Regions from separate parts of the Rattus norvegicus genome. Here region 2 is linked to region 1. Evidence: chromatin contacts called from public Hi-C data. All regions are on one chromosome and are shown on one strand. Each heading gives the region's core, a stretch centred on a gene start, on an enhancer-like site or on the middle of the called end of the contact. The rest is flanking DNA. Distances are from core to core; before and after follow the strand shown.

Region 1 (7,919 bases), core at 2,244-4,743:
TGTACTAGACACTGCACAGATAGACTGAGTACTAGACACTGCACAGGTAGACTGTGTACTAGACAGTGCACAGGTAGACTGTGTACTAGACAGTGCACAGAGAGACTGTGTACTAGACACTGCACAGATAGACTGTGTACTAGACAGTGCACAGATAGACTACGTACTAGACACTGCACAGATAGACTGTGTACTAGACAGTGCATAGGTAGACTGTGTACTAAACAGGGCAGAGACTAAACAGGGCATAGATAGTGATAGTTACTTTCAGTTGCCAGTTAGACAGGATTAAGAAATACCCAAGGCACAGTGAGGCACTCTGGGGCATGTCTGTGAGGAATTGTCCAGAGGACTGGTTGAGGGCAGGGAAGAACAACCTTGAATGCATTTCTACCCACCCCACCAGCTAGGGTACTGGATTGATAAGGGAAAGGGGAGGACTGAGATTCAGAACTCCCTTCTTCCAGAGCATCTGAGATGTGAGTGAACAGCATCCCACTCTGGCCACAGGAAGCTAGCCACCCACTGCTTAACTATTCCAACCGTGACGATGGACTCTGTCTTGTGAGGCACTGGGGGAGATAAACTTTTCCTCCTTTAAGTTGCTTTTGTTAAGTACTTAGTCACAGCGGTGAGAAAGGCTACCAATACTGGTTGTCATATCCACAAAGAACATGTGATGCTTCTAGGCTCTACTTAATTCCCTTGACACCTGAAAATGTTATCACCCATACACATGGTTTGGTTGTACTGGAAGCATTCTGCTTTTCCTCACAAAACTAGCTGCTATGGAGCTGAAGTAATCACAACCCAGCCTACTAGTCTCACAGAAAACTAGACTTCCAAAATCCAGCTACTGACCTCCTGTATCAGCTTCTTGAAACATTGCTGTCAGAGTCATTCAGACATGAAACGAGGCTCCCTCGACTTTAGTTCATGTTCTTACATGATTAAATTAGAATGAGAGAGCAGATCCCCTTCAGTTTTGACTCCCATGAAACGTTCCTGATGCTTCCCTCCTACAGTTTCTTCACTGCCTATTCTCTAAGTTTCAACTTCTCAAAACTTCATAGTACACAATTGAGAATGACGGACCTGAGCTATATCGGCAGACTTCATATCCATGCATCCAAACAGCAGCAACTCAAAAATACTGGGTGGGGGGGGGGATGGAGAACTGTACGGAACAGTAGGTTTGTTATGATTCATTCCCCCCAAAGACTGTATCATAACTATTAGCCTAACATTTACAGTATATCAGACAGACAAGGAATCTAGAGAGAACCGGAATATACAAGAGAGTGTGTAGGTTAAGTACGAATATGCCATTTCATATACGGGATTTGATTTGCAGGCTTTTGGTTCTGGAGGTGGCCTGGAACCAAACGTCCATGAATCTGAAGGAAGGAGAGACGGCAGCTGACATTTTCAATTTGACAAGGCACTTGCGCTCTACATTGTTTGAAATAAAAATTTGCAGTCATGTTGTGGCTAGGTAATTCAAGCATATGGAATGCTTAAACGTTCAGAAACAATAGGCAGTCGGGAACTCCTATATCAGAATACATTTTTGTACTTTGACAAGTGACAGAAAAGATATAAAAGAATGTCCCGCTGTTAGAGGAGCCCAGACTGAAATCCACTCTACAATGACCTTGTGGGAAATCAGAATGGTGGAGGGGCACACCGAACTCTGACAGAATTGAAAAAGAATACAGCCTTCTGAAAAGTATGAGGCAGTAATGACCAGAGTTGTCATTTCAAGAACATGGTTTAATGAAGATAAATGCGATGACCAGTTATTGCAGGCTGGAGGGTGTAATTTTTCATAAATTTGCGATTATGGCTGGGAGTGTATGACGAAGATCGGGGGAGGGCAAAGATAAGCTGGTTTACCACAGGGTAGAAAATACACATTTTAGGAGGCTCGAACGGAGGACCGCTGCAACTGCTGCCAGATGGATGTCTCCAGAGGGCCCGGAAAATGTCTCACCCTGAAGACAAAAGTCCCTGTTTTCCCGATTCAGCCCACGATCCAGCCCGCATCCTTTGCCACCACTTCCATGCCCATCTCCAGGCAGAATGCCACGGAGGCGACGTTAGAACAGAAATCATCCCTTTCCCCAGCCAACGCAACCCGCTCCTGTGCCAGAACACCCGGGAGTCGGGCGCTCCAGCCCCGCCCCTCCCAGTTCCCTGGCAGCCCTGCACTGTCTCTATACCTCAGACCTGAGTGGCAGAGCACCGGGAGGGATTTGATTGGCTCCCCTCAGCCCGCCGTCTCTCCTCAGCTGGCTTACGATTGGTTATCAGAGCGTGCGCAAGCGCAAACGCAGCCCCGCCAGCCCCGGAGGGGAGTTGGCTCAGTCTATCACTGGGTCTTACACCAATCGGCTAGCAAGATGAGACGTCTTCTCATTGGTCAAGAGTGGTAGTCTGGAGTCCAGACCCGCAACCTGATTGGCTACAGTGAATCCGAGCTTCCGCATCGACATCCCCGCAGGCTGTTGCTGAGCTGCTCTGGAGGGGTGTGGGGGGGGGTCTCTTGACGGTGGCTGGCGGATCCGAGCTCCAGGTTTTCCAGGCGCCCGTGGCTGTCTACCAGTGCAGGGGAGGAGCTCGGCTTACGTCAAACTCGAGGAGGGTGGGGCTAGAGGGCGTGCCGGTGACGTCATCGGGCGCGGACCAGGTTGCGTGTAGGCTGGGCGCCGCCGACTAGCGGAGCTTCGATTTGCTTGTGTAACTTATGGCAGCGGCCCTTAAGGCTCACGTTGTTACGTATAACGAGTTAAAGCCAAAGCTCTCTGAAGGCTGACAAGCTGAGTGATGTCGGCCACAGGCTGGCCCGTCGTGAGGCCCCCAAGCACGGTGCGCATGTCTCCCTGTGCCCACCATTCCTCTACTGTCACCTCCAGCAAACCCTGAGCGTGGGAGTCTGACGTCGCCCGCCATCGGGAGGAGGAGAGCGCGCAGACGCAGTACGGAGGCCTGTAGGGCTGGGTGTTGCCAGACGTCTGCGGAAGCCGAGTCTCGCTAGAGCGCGCCGACGGTCGCTAGGCGACGGCGCGAGAGGAGGGCCTTCCTCTATGCTCCGCCCACCAGGCTGGCTCCGCCCCTGGCAGCGCTGCGGCTGGGCTCGGGCGCGCGCTCCAGCGCTAGGGAAGCGGCGGCGGCAGCAGCGGCGGCGGCGGGTGCTGGGCGTGGAGGCGCGAGGGGCGGGGCGGGCGGCATTGCGGGGCCGCGGTTCGGGCGGCTCCGGCTCGGGCTCGAGCTCCGTTGCTGCCGGCGCCCTCCAGGCTGCATCGTCCTCCGGCTTGGCCCGCTCACAGGGCCGCGCGCTGCTCCCTCAGTTGTAGCTCCGCTGCCGGCGCCCAGGGCGCTGCCGCGGCCGTGAGCCGGCGTGTCCGTAAGGGCGGCGGGGCCGCGGGGTCGGGGCGCGGCGCGCGGGCGCAGGTCTATGTCGCGGGCGGCGGCGGCGGCGGCGGCCGCGCAGGGACGATGCGCGAGTACAAAGTGGTGGTGCTGGGCTCGGGCGGGGTAGGCAAATCCGCCCTGACCGTGCAGTTCGTGACCGGCACCTTCATTGAGAAATACGACCCCACCATCGAGGACTTCTACCGCAAGGAGATCGAGGTGGACTCGTCGCCTTCGGTGTTGGAGATCCTGGACACGGCGGGCACCGAGCAGTTCGCGTCCATGCGGGACCTGTACATCAAGAACGGCCAGGGCTTCATCCTGGTCTACAGCCTGGTCAACCAGCAGAGCTTCCAGGATATCAAGCCCATGCGGGACCAGATCATCCGCGTGAAGCGGTGAGCAGAGCGGGGCGCACGGGGGCTCGGTGGCTGCGGCGATCCCGGTCCCTGGCTCGCCCGGGCTACACCACCTCCTTCCGGGGCTCAGACTTGCGGGCTTTGTTTCACAAGTAAAATTGGGCAGCCCGTTAACCCCCAGCTCAGCCCTTTGTTTCTAGGACATTGGTAGCGCTCCTTCTGGACCCCAGAGAAAACAAAGTTTCAAACTTGCAAGAAGAGAAGGGATGAGTAGGTGGGCGCTAGGGAAAGGGGAGCTGTCTAAGTGGAGGCACGTCTGTGCAGAGTGAGCGCGCGCTTAAATCCACCCTTCAGAGGTTTGACAGCCAGAATTCGCACGTACATATCTTGTGACAGTGTCAATACTAGTTAAGGGGCCCTTTCTTGTCGCGGAAAAGATTAAATGTTGTCAGGAGGTTGGCAGAAATGAATTAGTGCAAAACTTTAAAGGCACATTGGCAAATAATTCGAAGACCACATAACATTCACGAGGTTTGGCATATAGAAACACGCTTGTGACATTTACGTTGAAAGAGTGCATTTCTCTTCCTCTCTTAAAAGCTAGCCTTCCCACCCCGCCCCCTCAAAAAAAAAAAAAAAAAAAAAAAAAAAGGAAGGAGGCTATTCTTGGAAACCAAACAGAAGTTTAGTATGAGCTGTGGCTTGTGTATCAGCTAATTTAAAGTTAGTGCGGGGGGGGGGGGGGGACAAACACGCTTTTTCTTGATGTAAACTGTTCAAAGAATGCATTTTGCATGTGGCAGTAACCTGAATGCTTTCAGTGTTTGTTTTCTCTTAAGTTGATGCCATGTATTTTTACCCTCAACCTTTTAAATATCAAAGTCTAACATGTTATTACAGAGTTTTGGCAAGATTTTCTAGTTCTTCTTTACTGATAACGTTCTTTTCTGGTCCTTATAAACTAGTACTGCTGAGGGTCTTCCAAAATTATTCTACCTGTAGCTACATTTGAAGTCACCATTGAAGGTTTAAATAGAAACAATAATCACATTTATCAGTCATTTGGGGTTTACACACTTCAGAGCTCAGAACAAGTTATTTGTATTCAGGGAATACTCAAAATTTCCTTGCAAGTGGTGGGTCTTTAACCCTGTACAGAGACCAAAAGAATGTCCTCTCCTCAGTTCCTTCTCCCAGATACTCGAGTGTTCATGTTAACTGCTCCAGCTGCCCCTCCTTCACACCCCAGTTCGTGTCAGCGCATCTGTGCAGGAACCAGCATGCTGAGGTCCCCAACGGGGTGGGCCACACCATGTTGCAGCTTCTGGTGAATTTGTGTAGCTCCTCTCTCGGTTATAATAATGGCTACTTTGTTTACTAGAGCAGTTTGTTGATATTTCAACCCGGGACAACAGACTAAGATTCCACTCACCCAGACTCACTAGTTGCAGCTCTTGATATAAGAAGGGCGATGGGCTGAGTGGAGTTGAGCAGCATTTTTCTGTGGGGTAAATGTTGTGTCATAAGAGCCTCTTGGGCCCTGCTTCTTTTTTTTTAGACAGATTCTCTATGTTGACCTGACTGTCCTGGAACTCACCACGCAGAGCAGGCAGACCTGGAATCCACGGAGATTCTCCTGCTGCTGCCAATGGAGTGCTGGCATTAAAGGGCCCAGTCCAGCTTGGACACTATAGTACAGTGTATACGGCATACTCAGACCTGAAGAGGGGGGCACTTGACTCCTCTCAGGTGTAAAGCACAGCTCTCACGTTAGTGCATTTTCTACTCTTGGGAGGACCAGTTCCCTAACTAGCCAGTTGCTTTAGGAAGTACCCAGAACTTCTGTCTTCTGCTCATGGTGTGCCAGCTGTCTGCTTTACATGTGACATATAAGAGTGTGGGGGTGGGCATTTAAAGTGCCAGGGTGCGGTTGGTATAACTGAAATGCTGTGGCTTGATACCTCACCCATGACCTGATATAGAGAACTGATAAAGAGAACTTTTAAGATTTCTGAATCCACATAGCCTCTTCTACACGGGTCTGCCTTTCAGCTAATGATACATTTCTTCAACCAACTAACTATAAAATATTACCATTTTAATAAGCTACTCAGTATTAAACATATTCAGATACTTTGCTGTGCTGTATCTTCGAAGTCCATTATGACTAAACATTATCTAAGTGCTTTGTTGCCATGGGTACCATCGCAGACTCTGTAGCTTTTAGATGTATGTGGTTTAAGGAGATGCTTGCTTATTCTATAGGCCTGGGTTTCCTTTTCTGTGAAAGCTTCCCCTCCCAGTGTCATGAGGATGACATGTTGCCACGCGTACAGGGGTGCACATGCAGTCATTGCTGTACAGAAACAGCGGAAGTCCTTTCTATCACTCTTTGGGTGTGTCGCCCTGACCTCTGTTGGTTTTACCTGTGACATATGATTACAGTTTTAGAGGAAATAACTCATACTTGTAATCACAGTTTGAAATTTCTTGCCTGTTACAGTGAGGTGGAAGAGCAATATAAATTAGTCCTAGGTTTGGTTTTGTTGGTTTTGTCAAATAGCTTCCCATGTGGGAGATCTTATGGGGGAAAAGGCATGGAAATGAACACGTGACACATGTGGCAACAGAGATGGGGCTTCTCACTGGATTAATACATTCTAGAATGTTTCATTTAAAAAATTAATTAAAATGGGCCCTTGTCTTCTTTTGAGTTAGGTATGTGTACATACATGCATACATGTGTGTCCATTCATGTCGAGGCCAAAGGTTGACATGTGTCTTATTCATTTGCTCTGAACCTCATTTTTTAAAAACATTTTTCATTATTGTATCTATGTGTTTGGAGGCCATGATACGTGTACTGTGATACACATGTGAAGGTCAGAGGGCAACTTGACCATCCCTTGTGTGGGTTCTGGTAGGAGACTCACGTGACAGGCACTGAGCCCACTGAGCCATTGTCTTAGTCACTGGTGTATTGTTGTGAAGAGACACCATGATAGAGGCATTTAAAAGAAAGGATTTAGTTGGGGACTTGCTTGCTGATTCGAACACTTATCCATTATCATCACAGTGGGGAGCATGGTGACAGGCGTAGCATCAGAGAAATAGTTGAGACCTACAACCTCATCCACAGGGAGAGAGGCAGCCAGGACCTGGCATGGGCTTTGGAAACCTCAAAGCCCAGTGATACACTTCCTCCATCAAGACCACACCTCCTAATCCTGCTGATCCTTCTCAAATAGTGGGACTCCCTAAGCATTCAAATTTATGAGCCCAGGAAGTCATTCTTTTTCAAACCAACACAACCATATACCTCTTTTTTAAAATATGTATTTATTTTTATTTTATGTGTATGAATCTTTGCCTACAAATACACATGTATTCCGCACATACCATGAAGGTGAGAAGAAGACGAGAGGCCTCCAGGGAACTGTAGGTATAGTACGATGCCATGTTGGTGCTGGGACCCAAACTCAGTAATGCTGCAAGTGCTCTTAACCCCTGACCCCTCTCCTGAGCATGCTACATTAGTTTTTGAGCTTGATTTGGCTGGACAGCAAGCCCAGGGATGCCCCCATTTCTGCCTTCTCAAATACTGGTTTACAGACACCCTGCTGGGCCTTTTACTTAGGCTCTAGGGACCTGGCTCAGGTCCTGATGCATAGATGGAAAGCACTTCTCCATTTCTGTTCCCCCTGCCTCTCCCTCCTCCTCTCTCCCTTTCTCTCTCTCTCTCTCTCTCTCTCTCTCTCTCTCTCTCTCACACACACACACACACACACACAGAATGCTAAGCACTTATATTTAGAATTCTTACTGATTTCATAATCTTACCTTCTTACCTGTTTCAGGGTTAGTGGTGGTCCTGACTTGATACTGTTCCATTCCAGGATAAAGCTCATATGAACTTTAAGTGCGCATGCACTTTTCCCCCTTCTGCCTCCCACTGCTGGCCATACAGATGCACCTCCTCACCAGCATCCCCACATTCTTTTTAACTTCTGTCTCTCTCTGGCTTCTCCTGCCTTGGAACCTGTTGTCTTTCTGCAGAGTTAATTCCTACTCATTTCTTCACCCATACTTGAAAGATTTCCCCAACTTAGAGAAGCCCTTTTTCTCTTACCAAACTGAATGGATTCC
Region 2 (7,919 bases), core at 3,887-6,386, 36 kb after region 1:
AGCCTCTACAGGACCAAGGCCTCCCCTCCCATTGGTGCCAGACAAAGCCATCCTGCTGCTGGAGCCATGAGTCCCTCCATGTGTACTCTTTGGTTGGTGGATTAGTCCCTGGGAGCTCTGGGGGTCTGGTTGGTTGGTATTGTTCTTCCTATAGGTTGCAAACCCCTTCAGCTCCTTCAGTCCTTTCCCTGTCTCCCCCAATGGGGTCCCTGTGCTCAGTCCAGTGGTTGACTGCAAGCATCCACATCTGGATTGCTCAGGCTCTGGCACCTTGATCCTTACCTTGATCCTTAATGTGGGGATCTTGAACATACACGCTGGGCTTTGCAAATGATGTAGGCATCCTGCACAGAGAAAGGTGAAGCTCGGCCAAGAAGCCCTCAGCCTCCTTTCTATTTAGATAGTAAGGACAGGCAGTTGGCACATAAGAGAGCATCCAAGTGCCCAGAATCCTTTGGGCCAGCTCAACAGAGATCCTTCGAGGGGATTCAGCTTTAAGTAACATGTTCTTGGGAATGGCAGAAGCCTGGAACGGTTTCTGGAAACTCCAGCATGAGGAGGAATGCAGGTTCTCTAGCCGGTGTTTGATAACGTGGTTGCTGCTTTGCCCAAGTGTGCTTCCTCCCCCTCTAGCAGGCTTGCTAGTGTCTTGCTTTTACACTTTAATGACCCATTTGTTCCTTTACTCTTGTGACCACACACCACCACAAACACCAGGCACCTTTTTGTTAGTTAAACATTGTTAAAAGGCCCTGACTAGAACACAGTGCAGCACACACCAGCTTTTGCCATCTGGTAAAAGATAACAAAGGCTAACCCAGCACCAACACCAGATACATTGTAACCCAAAGCAGCCAGAGTGTTACCAGGGACTCCTCTGGTTACTCACCATGATTTCCATCACGTAAAACAAAGTAACAACAACGCCTCCAGTCTCGGTCTGTTGAGATTCATCCATTGTCCTGTGAAGAGACATGATCCCCCCTTCTTCTTTTTCAAAAGACATACTAATTTCAAGTTCAAGAAAAACTGGGAACATGTAGTAGGAACATTAGAAAGAGCAATGTGGGGAATACCAAGGTCATTTTCAGGTACCTTGGGATTTAATTGCATGAGTCACTTTTAGTTCTGTTTGGGTTGAACTGATGTTTGCATTGTGTTGTAATACCCAACTTTGTGTGACTTACGTCTGTATCACATGGTGGGAGGAAGACCCACTGTGAATCAATACACATTACAAAGGCAGAGGCAGGTCCATGGAGGAAGAAAACACTTGGAGCCTGTGTAGCTGCTTGGCTGAGAGAAGTCCCCCAGGGCTTAGGTATTTGGACACCCGGTCCTCAGTTGGTAGTGTTGCTTGAAGGTTTCCTGCTCCCGGACTGGGGAACCCCATCAAGAGGGACAGACTTTGGAAGTTCATAGACTCAATCTATTTCCAGTCCCCTTTATGCTTGCAGTTGAGGATGCAACCTCTCAGCTTCCTGTTCTAACCAAACTGCTGCCCTGCCTCTCTGCCATCCTCTGGAACCGTAAGCCAAAACAAACTGTCACTTTTTATAAGGTGGTTGGTCAAGGTGTTTATCACACAACAGAAAGTAATCAGTGCCTAATGACCTGAGCTCAGTCTCCTGAACCAACAGTGGAAGGAGAGAGCCAGCTCCAACACTGCCTGCTGACCTCCACCTGCACCATGGCGTTTGCCTGCACTTGCACACCGTACACACACACTCACTTACAGATACACACACACACACACACTCACACATACACAGACACACACACACTCACACACACAAACATGCACTCACTCACACACACACTTATACACTCATACACACACACTCACACACAGACACACACATACAGAGCACACACACATACACACACAAACACGCAGCACGCACACAGACATGCACTCATACACACACACAGACATGCACTCACACACACACTCACACACAGACACACAAACACGCAGCACACACACAGATGTGCACGCATACATACACAAATGATAACAAAACAACAACAACAACAATAATAATAATAAATTAATCTTAAACTGCAGAGCCAGAGATGTTTATGCTGGGAGTTGAACTGTCCTATAAGATGTATTCTCGAGTTTCAGTATTGTGTGGGGGAGAAGAGCTTGCGAAATGTACACATCACCTGTTGACTAGGAAACAAAGACAAAGGAATGATAGTAGGGAAGTAATTGATTAGTCGCAGTGCATGCCAAATAGTCTTGATTCTTTTAAAAACAAAGTCCTCCCTGAGTTCCCTGACAGTCAAAGACGAGAGGAAAACAAGACTGTGGCATCAACGCGTCCTGTGATAAAAAAGCTGACTGGATGTCTGTAGCAGGTGCTTTCTTGGTCCTCTGAAGGATCCTATGGTCTGCAGAGGACGGCTGCCCATGCTTAGTGGCCTGATCCCTGCCATCCGGGTGTGCATTCCGACTATTCTTGTTGGTGTTAGTGTTCAGGAGATGGCTTTTTACTCTCCCGTATGGGTCAAACTTTGAAAAATTTGGCTTGGGGAAGAAGACAGATGTGGTTTGTTTCTAATACCACTACAATGATAGTAGCAGTGTGGTACGGGAACGCGAGGGGCTCCAGTGAGGGATTCAGAGTTTAGTGGCATCTCAGCTCTCCCAGATCCCAGGCAAGAGTGGAGTTGGTGGTGTGTTCATTTTCTCAGCTTGGGAGGTTGGGGGTGACTTCATTGAGTCCCGGTCTGGAATTATATTATAATTGTAATGGGAGGTGGAAATAGCTTGTGTAATGGAAAATAATGGGGTGAGCAATAGACCTAATTAGGAAAAAAAAAACAATTGTGATCTTACCTCAGAAGACTGACATGCTTAGGGAAATGCATTTTAAAGCTGAATTAGGCAGTAAGAGATTGCAGCCTTCATTCAAGTTTATATGTCTGATTTCAAAGCTCCAATAGCTGCACCTTTCAGGGAGCAAACACTTGTTATTAATGCCTGGTTAAACTGCACGTGATGGTATTGGAAACTAAAAGCCAACAGAATGCCGCAGTCAGAGTGGGAGCCACACTTATATGATACCTGTAATGATGGCACGATCACATACATGCACATGCACATGCACATGCATCACACACACACACACACACACACACACACACACACACACACACACACACAAAAGAAACATACTAGAGATAATCCCAATATGGTGAAGGAATGCGCCCCATGATTCCTCTGCCCGTGATGCCTCTGCCTCGTGATTCCTCTGCCCCGTGATGCCTTTCCTATTTAACATTACTCGAGAGATCTTAGCAAATTCAGTAAAGCAAACAAACAAAAAGATATGATACAAATAAGAAATAGTAGAAATTAAAGAAAAATGTTATAAGTGGAAATCTATTTTGAAAATTCTTTTAATTGTTAGAAAAGCAATTTAACTATAAGATAACAAAGTAAATCTACAGAAGTTGGTGCCACTTGTAGTCAGTTAAAATGATAATTTTGAAAACTCATCCCACCCCCACGCCCCGCCCACGTCTTCGTAAGAAAGTTGAAGAATCTGTGTTGAAGGAAATCCTATTCAGTTGGGATATCTTGACAGTATGTTGCTGGAAAACGTAATACTACATTTTTAAATTTAATCCAACATCAAACAAAATGTCACCTTTAGGGTATTGATAAAACGGTGATATAACTTTGAACATAAGTTAAAAGGGACTATCAGAAAATTCTAATGACATACAAAAAGGTCTTGGCTCTTGGTTTTAAAATGGTTTCTATGAAACCAGAAATAAGTGAAGTGAAAACTGAATAAAATATTACAGAGAATCGAGCCTGTTGACTCGGCATTAACACTGCCTGGGTTACAGGCAAGTGGTCAGGCTTCCTGAACAGAGTCTCTTCAGCAGGAGCATGACTGTAGCAGGCAGTTGGGACTAAGGAGATCATCTCATTTCAGCATAATGGCTGCCATGGTTTTCTTATTGTTCTCTTAGAAGTAAAACCTTGGGGGGGGGGGGACAAGAACGCAAAGAGGATCATATTTCAAAGTTGATGAAGCAAATAACTGAGAGTGAAGTCACACTGATTTATTTATTCTGCAGACACCCACTTCTGAGTGTGGTAGATATCCTAATGGATCCGAAGGTGCGAAGTTATTGAATGGTACAGCATCTGTCAGGAGCTTCAGATGTGTTCCCCGCCTTTAATGGGGTAATCTTATTTCTAGGACTGTAACTCAAGAAAAAAGTGTAGATAGGAATAAATGCATCAGATGCTGTATCGTCTCTACTCAGGTGTTGGGCAGAGAAACTATTCAGTAAACCCTGGTGTAGGGACTCGAGAACCCATTAGGATACGGATGTTCATGCAAATAAAAGACTATAAATGGATAGACATTTAAAGGCACCTGCTACCGAGCCTGACCACCTGAGTTCGATCCCTGGAGCTTACATGACGGAAGGGAAGAACTCTCTCACAACATTATCTCCACGTGTGCACTTTAGCACACATGCAGACACGCATCCCTCCAACACTCATGTACACACAAAACAAATTAACTTAAATACGAAGAATTATGATCAACCTAGTAAAATGAATGTTTCTACTCTATAATCCAACTTTTGTAAATTAAGCCCTGTAGATACCCATATACGTCACAAATAAAATATAATTACTTATTTTGGGGATTCCTGAATAGAAAGTTAAATACTTAAAATGGTGTCATTCACAACATTATAGTTGATATTAAAAATAAGTATGGAAACATGGTGACTTTGTGCTAAGACCCTCACAGAGCAGATCGTTTGAAAATCAGAACTCCGAGGGGCCTGGGAGAATTTGGAGGCAGAGTAGAACTTAGTCATGTCCACACCCATTGTCATTAGGGTCTTCAGGGAGAGGAAATGAAGCAAAGCAAGCCATGTACATAAAATATTCAGAGGTGTGTAAGGAGATTAATTTAGAAAAGAGAAACAATGTGGAAAGTGCAGGCTGGCTCTGAGATTTCTGACCTGTTAGTTAGCCCTGGGCACTGAGGTCCTCTTGATAGAACAGCAGCTGAAACACTTACTACTGGCACACAGACCTGTATATTTGGTCCAGAGTTGTGTTGAATTAATCACCAAGGAGTGGAGAGGGGAAGAGAGCATCTGGATTTGGCAGACAGGAGTTGAAGCGTTGCCCTAGCAAGCTGGGCCAGTGAAACTGTTAGTTCAGTGCAAGGAGGCGAAGCTCAAAGGCAAGGATCCCATGGTGCTGAAGAGCTCTGAGGGACACCGTCCTTATCCTGTTTGCTAGGTGGAGACAAATTACCTACGCTTGTGACTTGCCCCGGTCTCTTCTCAGAAGGATTTTAAAAACATTACAATCATAAGGATTAAAGGTGAAAAAGCTTTCAGCCTTGGTTTCGCAACATGCTAGACAAGTATGCCAAGAATTATTTGCCAAAGATAAATCAAGTTGAACTCATTTTTGTTGAAATACTACATGTCACTTTGAAGAGGAAGAGTCTTATTTTATGTTCATGTATGGGTGCCTGCATGCGTGCATGTATGTGCATTTTGTGGGTGCCTGGTGCCCTCAGAGGCTGGAAGATGGTATTGGATCCCTGGAACGTGAGTTGCAGGTTGCGAGCCCCACTCTGTGTTTGCTGGGCCCTGAGCCCAGGTCCTTTGCAAGAGCAGCTCGTGTTATTAATTTAGCCAGAGTCTTGCTGTGAAGCTCCAGCTGTCCTGGAACTCACTACATAGATCAGGCTGACCTCAAACTCACTAAGATCCAACTAAGCTGATTCTGAAGATCTGCCCCTTCTCTTGCAGAACTTTCCTCTCCAGCCTTCTGTTCTGAAAGTTCTCATCCACCTAGTCCAATTATGTCCTCATATGCATCTCCTACCCTCAGGGAAGAACTGAGTTCCCTGCCTACATCCGGAAGTTCTCTCCCTGTGGCATGTTTGGCTGACAGAGGACTGTAGTTCATTTGTTATCATTCAGTCTTTCGAGGACCACTGCTTTCTGTCGACTGGTTTCCAGCATCTTAACAAATCGTTTCACATCTTTTTCCCATTTTCTGATTGCTTGGGGCTCATTTTTTTTTCCTTGATGAGACTCCTAACAAATTAGACATATTTCCTACCATGTTACCATTCTCTTTCAGGTTATCTTCTTTTGTCTGTAAAGTAGAGAGAAAGAGAGAGAGAGACAGAGACAGAGACAGAGAGCTAGAGAGACAGAGACAGACAGAGACAGAGAGACAGAGAGACAGAGACAGACAGAGACAGAGACAGAGAGATAGAGAGACAGAGACACAGACAGAGAGACTGCTTTATTAGGAGTGATAACTGTTTTTGACAATTTTATTTTATAATCTTTCAACTTGTGTTAACTTCATGTTAACCATTATAACAGGTTTTCTTCAATATTGCTTTTACCTGAGGCTGAAGCTGTTTTCCTCAACGATGCTTCAGACTCTGTTTAAGTTCCTCCTCACATACTTCCTTTTCCTTCTGCATTCGGGCTGATCCTAAAGACAGCGTTATTGCTGCCATTCACCTTCACATACTCTGATAGATTCCGCTTACCATGATTAAACCAAGATCAGGTAAACAATAATTACAGTCTAATAACCCCTAAGGAAACAGAAGCAGTCATTCAATGTCTCACAAATGAAAATGCCCAGGGCCAAATGGTTTTAGCTTAGAATTCTACCAGACCTTCAAAGAGCTATTACCAATACATCTTAAACTATTCCATAAAATAGAAACAGAAGGAACATCGCCAAACTCATTCTATGAGGCCACAGTCGTCCTGATACTTAAACCACACAAAGATTCAACAAATAAAGAGAACTTCAGACCAATTTCCCTTGGAATATTGATGCAATAATACAAAAAAAAAAAACTGGATCCAAGAACGCATAAAAGGCCATCTACCATGATCAAGTAGGCTTCCCAGGGATGGAGGGGTGATTCACTATATGAAAAGTCATCAACATAATATGCCATATAAAGAAACTGAAACAAAATGATCTTCTCATTAGATGCTGAAAAAGTCTTTGACAAAATCTTCATGTTAAAATCTTGGAGAATTCAGGGATTCAAGGCACATATCTTAACACAATAAAAACAATATACAGTGAGTCAACATCAAATTAACTGGAGAGAAACATAAAGCAATTCCACTAAAGTCAGGGACAGGACAAGGCTGCCCACTCTCTCCCAACTATTCACTATAGTACTTGAAGCTCTAGCCAAAGCAATCAGACAACAAAAGGAGATCAAGGGGATACAAATTGGAAAGGAAGAAGTCACGGTATCACCATTTGCAGATGATATGATAGTATACATAAGCAACCCCCAAAATTCTACCAGAGATCTCCTATGACTGATAAACAACTTCAGCAAAGTGGCTGGACATAAAATAAACTTTAACAAATCAGTAACCTTCCTTCATACAAATGATAAAAGGACAGAAAAAGAAATATGGAAACCTCACCCCCACAATATCTACAAATAATATAACTTATCTTGATGTAACTCTAACTAAGCCTGTATGACAAGGAATTCAAATCCCTGAAGAGAGAAACTGAAGAAGCTATCAGAAGATGGAAAGACCTTGCATGCTCATGAATTGGTAGGATTAACATAGTGAAAATGGCCACCTTACTAAAAGCAATCTACAGATTCGATGCAATCCCCATCAAAATCCCAACACATTTCTTTATAGACCTTGAAAGAGCAATTCTCAACTTCATATGAAACAACCAAAAATCCAGGACGGCTAAAACAATCCTGTACGATAAAGGAACTTCTGGAGGGATCACCATCCCTGACTCCAAGCTGTGCCACAGAGTGTCAAGAGCTACACGGACATAGCGTTTTAAAGTAACACTTCTTCCTTTCTTTCTTCCTTTCTTTCTTCCTTTC

The links. Hi-C and Micro-C count contacts between places; a contact is called where the count stands out from the background.
Region 2: a contact with region 1 is called in a Hi-C map of liver, with 1.9 times the contacts expected there. The contact joins the enhancer-like site here to the promoter of Rap2a in region 1. A contact is called at or near these places in 4 of 12 Hi-C or Micro-C datasets (the A7r5 cell line, hepatocytes and liver).

Annotation. Positions count from the first base shown.
Region 1 is chr15:104,000,251-104,008,169 of GRCr8, forward strand. It overlaps Rap2a (RAP2A, member of RAS oncogene family), which reads left to right and starts at 3,494. Exons shown (of 1, transcript NM_053741.1): 1 at 3,494-3,984. The coding sequence starts at 3,499. The coding sequence ends at 3,816. LOC120097088 (a long non-coding RNA gene) reads left to right here. Exons shown (of 3, transcript XR_005494308.2): 3 at 1,355-2,190.
Region 2 is chr15:104,034,830-104,042,748 of GRCr8, forward strand. No RefSeq gene overlaps it. Among named protein-coding and RNA genes, the nearest start is that of Rap2a, 35 kb to the left of the region's middle. Within about 2 kb of position 5,137, at least 4 of the 93 cell types and tissues checked have an H3K27ac peak or open chromatin away from gene starts, as enhancers often do. A contact at or near this core is called in liver, where this site is marked.